Regions from separate parts of the Zea mays genome. Here regions 2, 3 and 4 are each linked to region 1. Evidence: chromatin contacts called from public Hi-C data. All regions are on one chromosome and are shown on one strand. The core of a region is the stretch at or near the end of the contact, and the rest is flanking DNA. Distances in the headings are between cores, read along the strand shown. Region 1 holds the start of LOC100191324. Region 2 holds the start of LOC103646512 (DNA-binding protein S1FA). Region 3 holds the start of LOC542342 (starch branching enzyme 3). Region 4 holds the start of LOC541953 (histone deacetylase).

Region 1 (2,556 bases), core at 42-2,541:
TCACTGCTGAAAAGCAGTGTGTTATTTCATCAATCTCCATCCCTGCAATTTCCCGCTGATGAAATCGCAAGAGATAGCCTTAGAAGAAAAGAATAGGCTCATCAGGACTCAAAAAACAAAACGATATCAAATATCCATATGAAATTACTGTACCGCATGACAAGAAGAGGTTTGTAACGTGAAGTTGAAGCTATCACGTTAGGGGACGTGGCTCGGCAACGACGACATGAGGCGAACCCCCTCCTCGTAGCCTGGATTGTTTTAGAATTCGGGCAAAAAAACGGAGGTGGGTGTTGGATCAAGATCGCTGGTGAAGAATCGGAGTTGCCTCGAGTGTCGATGTGTTGATGCTTAGCAATGATGGCGCGTCACGGTCTTACTCCTGTTTAAGGTGTAGGTGTCGTCGTGTTCTTTTGGCCGTGTGCAGCCCGCCTAGCGAAGTCGGAGCTGCTCGTACCTTGTGTTGAGCTCGGCAACGATGACTCTGGATGAGCTTTGTGTGGGTTGTTGATGCCTGTGTTGTTTGGGCACTCTGTGTAAGTTTCGGGCCCGTTTTTTTTCTTAAAATTGGATTAATTTTAATATTTTTCTTAATAGAAAGGTAGAGAGGTCGTGCCATTACGTTAAAAAAATTACTGCACCGCATTGCATTTTTTATTGCAAGACCCATTATATACCACAGAAGCTCATATAAACAAATGCACAATCACCCATCATTCCATCAAGTATTTTTTTCTTCTTATCACATCACATCGTTTTGAAAAGGATCATTCTTGATATAGACAGAGTCCAAATACAATTGACTTGAAGTAATGTTGACTGTGCCTTACATTTTTAGCACTCCACCACTGACATTTTAAGGCAAAAGCCATTAATAAGATCCGGATTGCAACCCATTTTTTTGCACGCTTAATACCTCTTACTGATTCATATAGCTCCCAAAGCCATTAGCAAATGGAGTGAGAATTGGCATTTTTTAAAGATCCGGAGTGGTTAGAGGCTTGCATAATACTACCTCCATCGTTTTATATTTGACACGGAAAATAGTGCAAAATTGTACTTACACCCTAACCAAGCAAACTGCTAGTAGAGAAAAAAAAACTCACAGGTTAATTACTAGCTATAATGTCCGATTAGTTTAGGGACGATCAGCCTGGCTGGCTGGTTTGAAATTTCGGCCCAGTGGCCCACTTCACTTGCCCAGCGGCCCAGCCCAGCTTCCTTTCCCCCCGTTCCCACCACGTGAGCAGAAGCTGCACAACCAAGAGCCAACAGAGCAACGCTCAGGCACACTGTGCAGGTGACGGCGAACCAGGTAACCAGCTGCCGAGGGAGGAACCCTAGCGGAACACTGTGCAGGTGACGGCGGCGCGCTACCGGTGACGGGGGATACGGCGGCATCGTCCCCCTCGGCCCCTCCTCCATCCCCGGCGTGGCGGCGCAGGCAGCCAGCCTGCAGGTACGGTCTCCAGTCTCCAGAATCCAAATCCAGAGCATGTCCCTGTTTTTTGGTGTGCTCTGTTGTACTGTAGCCTGTAGGTATGGGCGTATGGCTGTTGCTGCCCATGTCCATGTTTGTTGGTTTTCAGTTTTACTTAGATGCTGAAAGCCTGAAACCTTCCAGTGATTATTTGCTTCATGTTGTAGTATGGCACTATGGCTGTTGGCCTGTTGCTGCCCATGTTCATGGGCGTATCACGTATGGCTGTTTGCCTTGTTGAAAGCCTGAACCTGAAGCCATGTCCATGGGCGTGTAGTTATATATATGAAGGTTGATCGGTTCCTATAGCCCTGGACGATCAGGATGTCTGATTGACCGGTCAGAGCCCGATTAATCGGACTGGTCGTCGACTAATCGTGATTAGTCGGCTGATCACCCCTCTCTGGTGATCAGGAGCGATGAGCTGATCTGAAAACATTGCATAGAAAACCAAAATCCTTTGCTCCCGCTGATTTTCAGTGATAAACCTGGTCATACTTCCTCCGTTCCAAAATAAATATAGTTCTACACACACCTGTGAGAAATAGTTAGATTTACCTAGAGGAAGTTGAATTGTTTTGTACTCCCTCCATCCCAAAATATAGTTCTTTCTAGTCTGCTTTTTTTTTCTGTCACATTCATTCAAATGATAATGAATTTAGACATACATGCAAACTACATTCATATGTCACTTAATGAATGTATGATTAGTCTAAAACGAGTTATATTTTGGGACAGAGGGAGTAGTTTGTAACTTTTTATATCATTTTGTTGTTTCATATATCCTCTATATTTCAAACGTTGTCACTTTGATATGTTAACAGTTCGTATCGTGTTAAACAATTTCTACTATATTTATACAATACTAATATATGGTATTATACATTGCCTAACATTAGATTTTAGATTGTAAAAATATCTTATTACCATTTATATTTTGAATAACCCACCTCAGAACCCTGGGCTCACCATTTCTGCAGGGTTTTCTGACTCAGATTACTTGTTCACTGTGGGGTGCAAGCTTAATCGGCCACCATGGATGGTAAGGGCACACCTTCTCTCGTTGTATTCCCACT
Region 2 (2,556 bases), core at 29-2,528, 810 kb before region 1:
ATCAAACTACAGCCCCTCAGCATCAACTAAAAGGCAACTTAAAAAAACTAAAGGATTACACATACAAACAGCGATTAGCCAGTGTGCATCAAAGCAGGTAGACAGACAGATAGTCTGCTGGTAACCTTGTAATAAATTTATAAAGTGCACAAGATTTAAAGGCATCGAACTAATCAGTTTATTATAACAGATAACATTGGCTACCTAGAGGATTGAGCATAACTAAAACACTGAACGCCATATTGATCAAACATGACACACATATATGATAGTCATAAAGCTCTAGACCTGTAAGGCCGTAACAGTTAGCAAGCTTATCCGCTTATGCAAATTGCTAGTACGCCTATATGATATCAAAGCTCACTTACAAGATAAAAGCACTCAGCAATCTCTTTTCTTTTATAGGACACAATTGAAACATGCATTTTTCAAACGAACACAGTTATCATATGACCTATTGACCACGTAGAAGTCCTGCACAAATTCTACAGATCCAATCCTCCACACATCAAATTCAAACCAGATGGACCAAAATCAGCTACAACTCCGGCCAGGGATCGCTTACTGCTACAAGTCAGAAATCGCAACAAACAGCTGCCGCCGTCTCACGAGTAACACCGTCCACCCTCACTGCTTAGCCAAGGTGGCTCGCGCGAGCATAAGGGTAACCTGCCAGTGCACGACGCCAGAGAGCCGGGCCGAGCATCGAAGCCCACCCGGCCGAGAGGACACCAGATCCGGGCAAGGTAGGACCGGATCCGCACCTGGAGGCCCCGGATCCACGCAGCCGCCGACCGGATGGCGCCGATGCTGCCAGAGGTTCAATCGCAAGATGGAGAAAGAGAAGGATAGAGGAAGGAGAAAAGGTGGTGCGGATAGGCAACGGCGGCGGCGGGGTGAGGGGGCAATTGGTGGTTTTTCGGCGGCGGCGGAGTCGCCCAGAGAGACGACACGGCAGTGCCGCTTCTGACCTTCAGTTCTGTACATTCGAACTCGAACTTGCTTTGGTCTCCCATACCACAGTAAGGATCAAGGAGGGAAGAACTCGAGACTTACCGCCGAATCCACGAACTGATCCGCCATGGCAGGCGTCTGATCAATGCCAACACCCTGCTCTGAATCAGAGGATTCGTGTGGATTTGTCGAACGGATGAGGTGAGCACGAGAGTTCTGAGTTCCGAAGGAAAGCTCGCTCACCTTTGCGCTGCTGGTCCCTTTCCGGGTTGTGATTTTTGTGTGCCGTTCGATTTGGAAGTTTCTAGTCCACCGTTTTTCTTTAATTTCCTTAGCTTTGTTTATTGCTGTTTATATATACGTGTATGTGCATCATTTTTGTTTTGAGCCAGATCAGTGTGCATGAGTGTTTATCATGGCGTATTTTCTTCACTTGTCTTGTACTCCCTCCGTCCCAAATTAAACTTTATTTTAGCTTTTTAAGGACTCATACAATATTTAATGTATATATTTTATTTATGTATCTATATATTGTCATTTAGTTGAATATAGACATAAAAATCAAGAACTAAGTTTTTACTATATTAAAGCACCAGTTTCAACGGTCGTCCCGCGTCAATATTTTTCAAAAAACTTCTACGTTTCTTTAAAATCAACCTGCACTTCTATAATCTCTTCTCTACTACTATAATAAAAGAGTTTATATAAAAAAAGTTAAAATTATGTATAAGTGAGTGTTTGAGCCTTGGTTGTTGGCTACATATTCATACTCACCTAATCAATAGAAAACATATATTTTGTGCTTTATTAAAACAAAATTTATTATATGTCATATATATAAAAACCATAGCAATGCACGAACATATTAGTAGTGAATACTAATTTATAGTGGAACGAGTATTTCGGTGGCCTAAATTGTATTTTGGAAGCCTCAAACTTAAGAATATAAATATATTAATGTTATGGTTTGTTATTTGTTTTTGTGCTATGGCATATTTAACTTTTTTATCCTTGCCTTGCCTGACTATAGGAACAATTGTGTGCTAACATAAATCAGATTTTGTCGGAATTATAGTTTTGTTTAACGGGATTTTTTTTCCTTGAAACTAAAATTTGGTTGTATGTACAAGTTATAATAATCTAAAACTATTTTTGTTTTCCGCTATAGACGAAGTCTATCAGCTACTTCTAAGACTGTCTTTCATGTATCATGTAAAATAAGTTAATTTTCTTAGCTTTGTTTATTGCTGTTTATATATACGTGTATGTGCATCATTTTTGTTTTGAGCCAGATCAGTGTGCAAGAGTGTTTATCATGGCGTATTTTCTTCACTTGCCTTGTACTCCCTCCGTCCCAAATTAAACTTTATCTTAGCTTTTTAAAGACTCATACAATATTTAGTGTATATGTTTTATTTATGTATCTATATTTATTATCACTTAGTTGAATATAGACATAAACATTAAGAACTAAATTTTTTTACTATATTAAAGCACCAGTTTTGTCGGTGTTTTGGGTCCGATCGCACACCCGGGGTTGCCCCTCAAGGTGTTTTTAGGAGTAGGACGATGTTGCCGACTGTAGCTCGATGGTTCGTGCAG
Region 3 (2,556 bases), core at 15-2,514, 640 kb before region 1:
ATGTCAGTAGCCCAAGAACCAGCACGGTGCCCTAACCAACAATTCACGAGGCTTTGCACAATGCCTGATATGAAAGTGCAAAGGCTGAAACCCAAACTTGATTTCATCAGACATTTGGACATTTGTACCATGGAGGCACAGAAGGGGACAATCGAACCTGTAGTTCTTCAGGTTGAGTGTCCACGACCGGCTCTGCGGAGGAAAGCAAGTCATCACTGCCACCTCCAGGCACCAGTACCTTTCCAGGAGCACCAGCGCAGCTCAGAACGGTGCCTGCAAATTCCAAAGCGAGCTCCACTGATAAGAACCAAGAAACCACCAATTTGCAGGCTGCGACGACGAGGAAACAAAATAAGAAGAAAACGAGGAAACCCATCGGCACAGAAATTGGAAGTATCGCTGCAGCAACTGGTAACACTAACGCATATCGCCGCAACAAAATGCAGGATCCGAGTTTAGGAACCGCGCTCGATGGCTTCCACTGGTCGAAATGCAGACATAGGAATAAGAAAAAAAATATGCGTGCGCGTATGAGAACCAGAACCACTCAGGATCCAGGCCAGCACAAACGGCACACAAGCGCAGAGGGAGAAAAGCGAGGAGAGCCGGCGACCAGCCGACTAAGAATAGAGGGGGAGGGGGAAGCGAGCGAGCGAGAGAGCCGTACGAGAGAAAGCGTCCTTCCTCCTGAAGAGCACCGACGGCAAGTCCACCGCACTCCTCCGCTCCCCACCAGATCGCGCCGAGCCGCCGGGCCGCACGACCCCGAGCCTCGCGCCGGACACAGCGAACGACGCCATCCCGCGCCCCACCCAGCAGCAGATCCGAGTCCAACCACCCGCACGTACGTACGCACGCGCGCGCTCCTTCACCCGCGCAGCCCACGGGAAGCGAGTGTGGGGAGTGGCGGCAGCTGAGGCCGAGGAGGACGAGCGGCGTGAGATATTATTAGCCCGCGGGAGTGAGCAGGGCTGGGCTGGGGAGTGGGGAGGGAAGGAATGGGGGAGCAACGTGTGCGGCGGTGGTGGAAGGAGGCACTGGCGCTGCATCTGCATGGGGATGTGAAAGGGAAAAAGGCGCCAGGGTGGGGGCCCCGTGGAAAAGCGTGGGCGTCGTCTTCCCCGTGCGCCCGCGCCGGACGGCCGGAGGTGGCAGCGGACGGAGACGTGGCGTTGGGGTGGGGCAGCAGCAGATCGCGAACCAACGGCTGAGAGCGCGTTCCTGGCCATCCGTGGCAGGCGCCCTCGCGGTCTGCCGCTGTCGCCTACCGCCTACCACAGTAGTGTGTCCCGTAGCAGTAGAAGTCCCGTAAGCTACTGCCTCTCCGTTTTTTTCTGAGAAGAAGAAGAAAGGGAGAGGAGTCACGCGGCTACTCGCTCCCATTCATGTGTCTCTGGTGCGTGGTGGCGGCGCTTGCTCGTGCTCCGTGGACCGTGCGTCCCTGCCCTGGCGTCCGCTGTCGAGCCGAATGCTTGGCTGTTCTTGTCCGCAGGACAGGTAAAAAGATCTTAAAGAGACTGATGGAGCGTATTCTCATAAACTCGTCCCTTGTGTGGGATTGAAAGCATATAACCTCGGCAATACGAATATTCCCAGCATTTTACATTCGATTTCATAAAATCAAAACCTCTTCCTGTAAACAATATCACCTCTATAGCAACGAGATCTCACTCACCACTGTCAACTGTCGTCTTGCCCAATGCACGAATTTAAATTAGCCACTACTACCATTCAACACCAGAAAACGTGCAGCCGTGCAACCCATGCATAGTTTAATACATTAATTAATCACTCGTTGATCCTAGATACGAGGGAGATTTTTTCTATAGCTCGTCGACAGGTGTTGACTGGGGATGTTCGATCGGCGATTGCTTTGGTAGCCCGCCAGATCGCCGCACAGTATAGGAAACAAACGGACGAAAAGGGCCGGCCGGGGGTACACGATGGCCTACGAGCAGTCGCGCTCTCCTCCTGACCGTCAATTCGGCCGAGCTTTACTCTACCGCCAGAAATTTTTACGCCACCAAATGGCAAGCGAGCCTGCACCGTGCACATGCCCGTCACCTCCAAATCTGTCGAATAGTATCAAGAGAGGGAGCATGCTATCATAAACACAATTTACACTTCACAACCAGTGACTAAACATGAGAAAACACAGGTCTGGTTCACCAACCTAAACCCGTTTGTTTTCCCTGGTTAAAGTTTAACATTTTACTTTTGCTAAAGTTTAGCTACTAAGAGCAACTTCAAGAGGATGTTAAAAAACTTATGCCAAAAACTGATTATTGGAGTGAGGCTAAAAAGTTTTTGAGCGAAACCTGTTGTGTACAACAATTCCCCTTAAAGGGTCCTTGGGGCATGGTGATGTTAGCACCACTTTCATCTGGGGTAACAAAGCCCCCCGCGGGCACAATTCTTCTGTTGGCTGGTTATGCAAGGAAAAATTCAGTGCAAATGGAACCTGAAGAAAAAAGGGATTGTGGATGATGACTGTTGTGAAATATGTAACCAAGACAGTGAAACTCCTTCGCACATCATCTTCCACTGCCCGTTTGC
Region 4 (2,556 bases), core at 21-2,520, 550 kb before region 1:
ATGCTATTTAGAAAATAAATCATGTTATTAGAAAATAGATGGTTGGAGATTAAGAATAAACGAGGATAGGACTACTATAAGGGACACTATATTAGGATCCGAGAGACTGAGCCCTATAATTATTTGATGAATTTTTATAAAATAGAGGCGTTGTTGGAAGCGTGTTTTATGGTTCTAAGCCCTATATTAAAGATAGAGTCGCATTTATAACTTCTCTTGTAGATGCTCTAACGGACTAGTAAACCACTAGACTGAACCTATGACAAATTATATTGGTTGATACCGTAGCATCTTCAATAATGTTTTAAATTGAAATATAGAGTTTTACGTAGAAAAAACTACTTTAATAACGCCTCGTTTTATAAAATTTATTAAAAAAATATATAGAGCACACTCTCAAATACCTCATATATACTATAACGTTCACTGTTGAAATATAATATTTTATTAATATTTTAAATCATATAAAATATACTTATTTTTAAATTATAAGATATTTTGATAGGCTATTGCTCGAGATGCTCTAGCTACAAATACACAACCGCAACTATGCAAGAAAACAAATTGACGAGGGAATTTCATGACTGACCATGGGAACGTAGGATTCGAAATGGGCTGCGCAACTATGCAAGGAGCCCTTGTACAGGAGCCCCTTCTTCTCTCATCGTGAAATGTGGATGTAATCGTCCCAGGTGGCCGAGAACAGGGAGCCGTCGGGCGGCGGCGGCAGCGCCCCGACGAATGCCGCGAAGGCGAGGTCGTGGTTACTGCAGAGGAAGACGTGGCGATGCGTTGGATGGCGCGTCGGGAGAGCGAGGAGTAAATCGAGGATCCTGCTGGTGAGCGGATCACAGTCGTTGTAGTCAACGAGGAAGATGACCAGCGCGGTGGCGAAAGCGTCGGCGGGGAGTGCCAGAGCCCAGAGGAACGTATTTCCTTGGCTGTTCGCCGGAGGCTAGCGGAGCGCCAGAGTAAGCCTTGTTCGTTTCTGCCGGATTGGTGGGTCGGAATAATTCCTGACTGGATTGCTTCTCTAATTTATATAAACTTTGATTAGCTTGAACGATTCCGGGTGCAATGCGACGGAAACAAACAAGGCCTAACGGATTTCGGATTATCCTGATAGGGCCTCCTGCAGTGCGGCTACTTGGGGACATTACTGGGGGACAGTACACACCGTCGATCTTACGGTCGTTTGATCCGTGCCGTCCAACCCGATCCAGAGCATTCCCCAGTCCTCACCCCACGTCCCCACCCTTGTCGCCCTTTCGCTTCCGTCTCGTTTGGACCTCCATCCGCGGCCGCCGCCGCCGCGCTGAGTTTGGGCCGGGCTCTGTTAATCTGGGCGACTTTGATTTTCTCTGCTCCCGCTGCCACGGCCGTCAGGAGTGAAGCGATGCTGGAGAAAGACCGGATATCCTACTTCTACGACGGTACATTCACCGCGCTCCCTCTTCTCCCGACTCTCACTCTTCGCTGCAAAACCCTAGTTCTCGCCATAGTCGCAACTCGTTGTTCTTAGTTCTTATTACTCCATTTCGAAGCCAGGGCTTCTCTGATGGAGCCATCTATTGCCCTCGATCCCTCACCAGCCGGCCGCAACCCGCTATACTACTAGAAACCAACCACCACCTTGGCCCAGTTTGTTTCAGCTTTTTTTAGCTTCTGGCCACCAAGCCACCAAAAACTGCTACGGACTGTGAAAAGCTCAGCTCTTCAGACAGTTCTATAAAAATCGATTTGGTAAAAACCATCCAAAATTAACATAAACACGTAATCAGCCGATTTGTTGTAATAGTAATAATCCTTCACTTTCTAGTTCCTGAATACTATGGACACATTCATCTTCCTCTTCATGTAATCCTCACTATACTCAGATTCTTTCCACAGATTCTTCCTACAGTTAGTTTCTCAGAAAAACTGGTTAGAAAAAGCTAAATCAAACAGGCCCAATGTTTCTGTAATCAGGTGTCTAATGTCCTTATTTACCACCTAGTTGCGCCCTCAATGGCTACCAGAGTCCAGTCCATTCTGCCGTTGTTGTTTTCTGCAACAATGGCGAACCTGTCAGTGGCGATGTTCTGCAGTCTCGCCAGCCACCTCCGATGCTGGAATTTTCAAATTTCGCTCCATGCCACGCGCTCCAACGCAAAACGAAGGTTGCAAAGCTGACCCCTATTGGCACAATTACTCTGTTTCTATCTGCTCCCAACTCTGCACATTGAATCGTTTCCCCCCTGATTAGAATTGTGCCAAATCCTCAGGCATGAACAATAGCGAATCCACCGCAAAAAATATGTGTATCTCCTTCAGCTGCCCTAATTCATCTCTTCCCCATTTGCTCCCTTGCCCTCCACACGACACGTCCAAGTGAAGTACAACTCCGATGAGATCGGTCCGCCCATTGAGCCCAAATGCCAGAGTTACCGCTCCTAGCCGATCGTTCTAGGACATTGTTTTAAGCCCCGCTTGGCCTTGCCCAAAGCAAGCCACCCCTCCCAGATTCTATCCTTCTGTAGTCGCTTGCTTCAAGTGTCTTGCCTCTGATAGTCTGAT

The links. A called contact is a pair of places that touch in the nucleus more often than the background predicts.
Region 2: a Hi-C map of endosperm shows a contact between it and region 1, with 2.4 times the contacts expected there. The contact joins the promoter of LOC103646512 here to the promoter of LOC100191324 in region 1. A contact is called at or near these places in 3 of 25 Hi-C or Micro-C datasets (ear, endosperm and tassel).
Region 3: a Hi-C map of ear shows a contact between it and region 1, with 3 times the contacts expected there. The contact joins the promoter of LOC542342 here to the promoter of LOC100191324 in region 1. A contact is called at or near these places in 5 of 25 Hi-C or Micro-C datasets (bundle sheath, ear, leaf and 2 more).
Region 4: a Hi-C map of tassel shows a contact between it and region 1, with 3 times the contacts expected there. The contact joins the promoter of LOC541953 here to the promoter of LOC100191324 in region 1. A contact is called at or near these places in 2 of 25 Hi-C or Micro-C datasets (ear and tassel).

What each region holds. Positions count from the first base shown.
Region 1 is chr2:59,959,749-59,962,304 of Zm-B73-REFERENCE-NAM-5.0, reverse strand. It overlaps LOC100191324, which reads left to right and starts at 1,291. Exons shown (of 8, transcript NM_001136758.1): 1 at 1,291-1,459; 2 at 2,461-2,522. The coding sequence starts at 2,516.
Region 2 is chr2:60,767,450-60,770,005 of Zm-B73-REFERENCE-NAM-5.0, reverse strand. LOC103646512 (DNA-binding protein S1FA) reads right to left here and starts at 1,278. Exons shown (of 2, transcript NM_001329687.1): 1 at 1,057-1,278. The coding sequence starts at 1,083.
Region 3 is chr2:60,602,763-60,605,318 of Zm-B73-REFERENCE-NAM-5.0, reverse strand. It overlaps LOC542342 (starch branching enzyme 3), which reads right to left and starts at 1,264. Exons shown (of 22, transcript XM_008671244.2): 1 at 668-1,264; 2 at 158-273. The coding sequence starts at 1,229.
Region 4 is chr2:60,507,140-60,509,695 of Zm-B73-REFERENCE-NAM-5.0, reverse strand. It overlaps LOC541953 (histone deacetylase), which reads left to right and starts at 1,270. Exons shown (of 14, transcript NM_001111607.1): 1 at 1,270-1,433. The coding sequence starts at 1,397.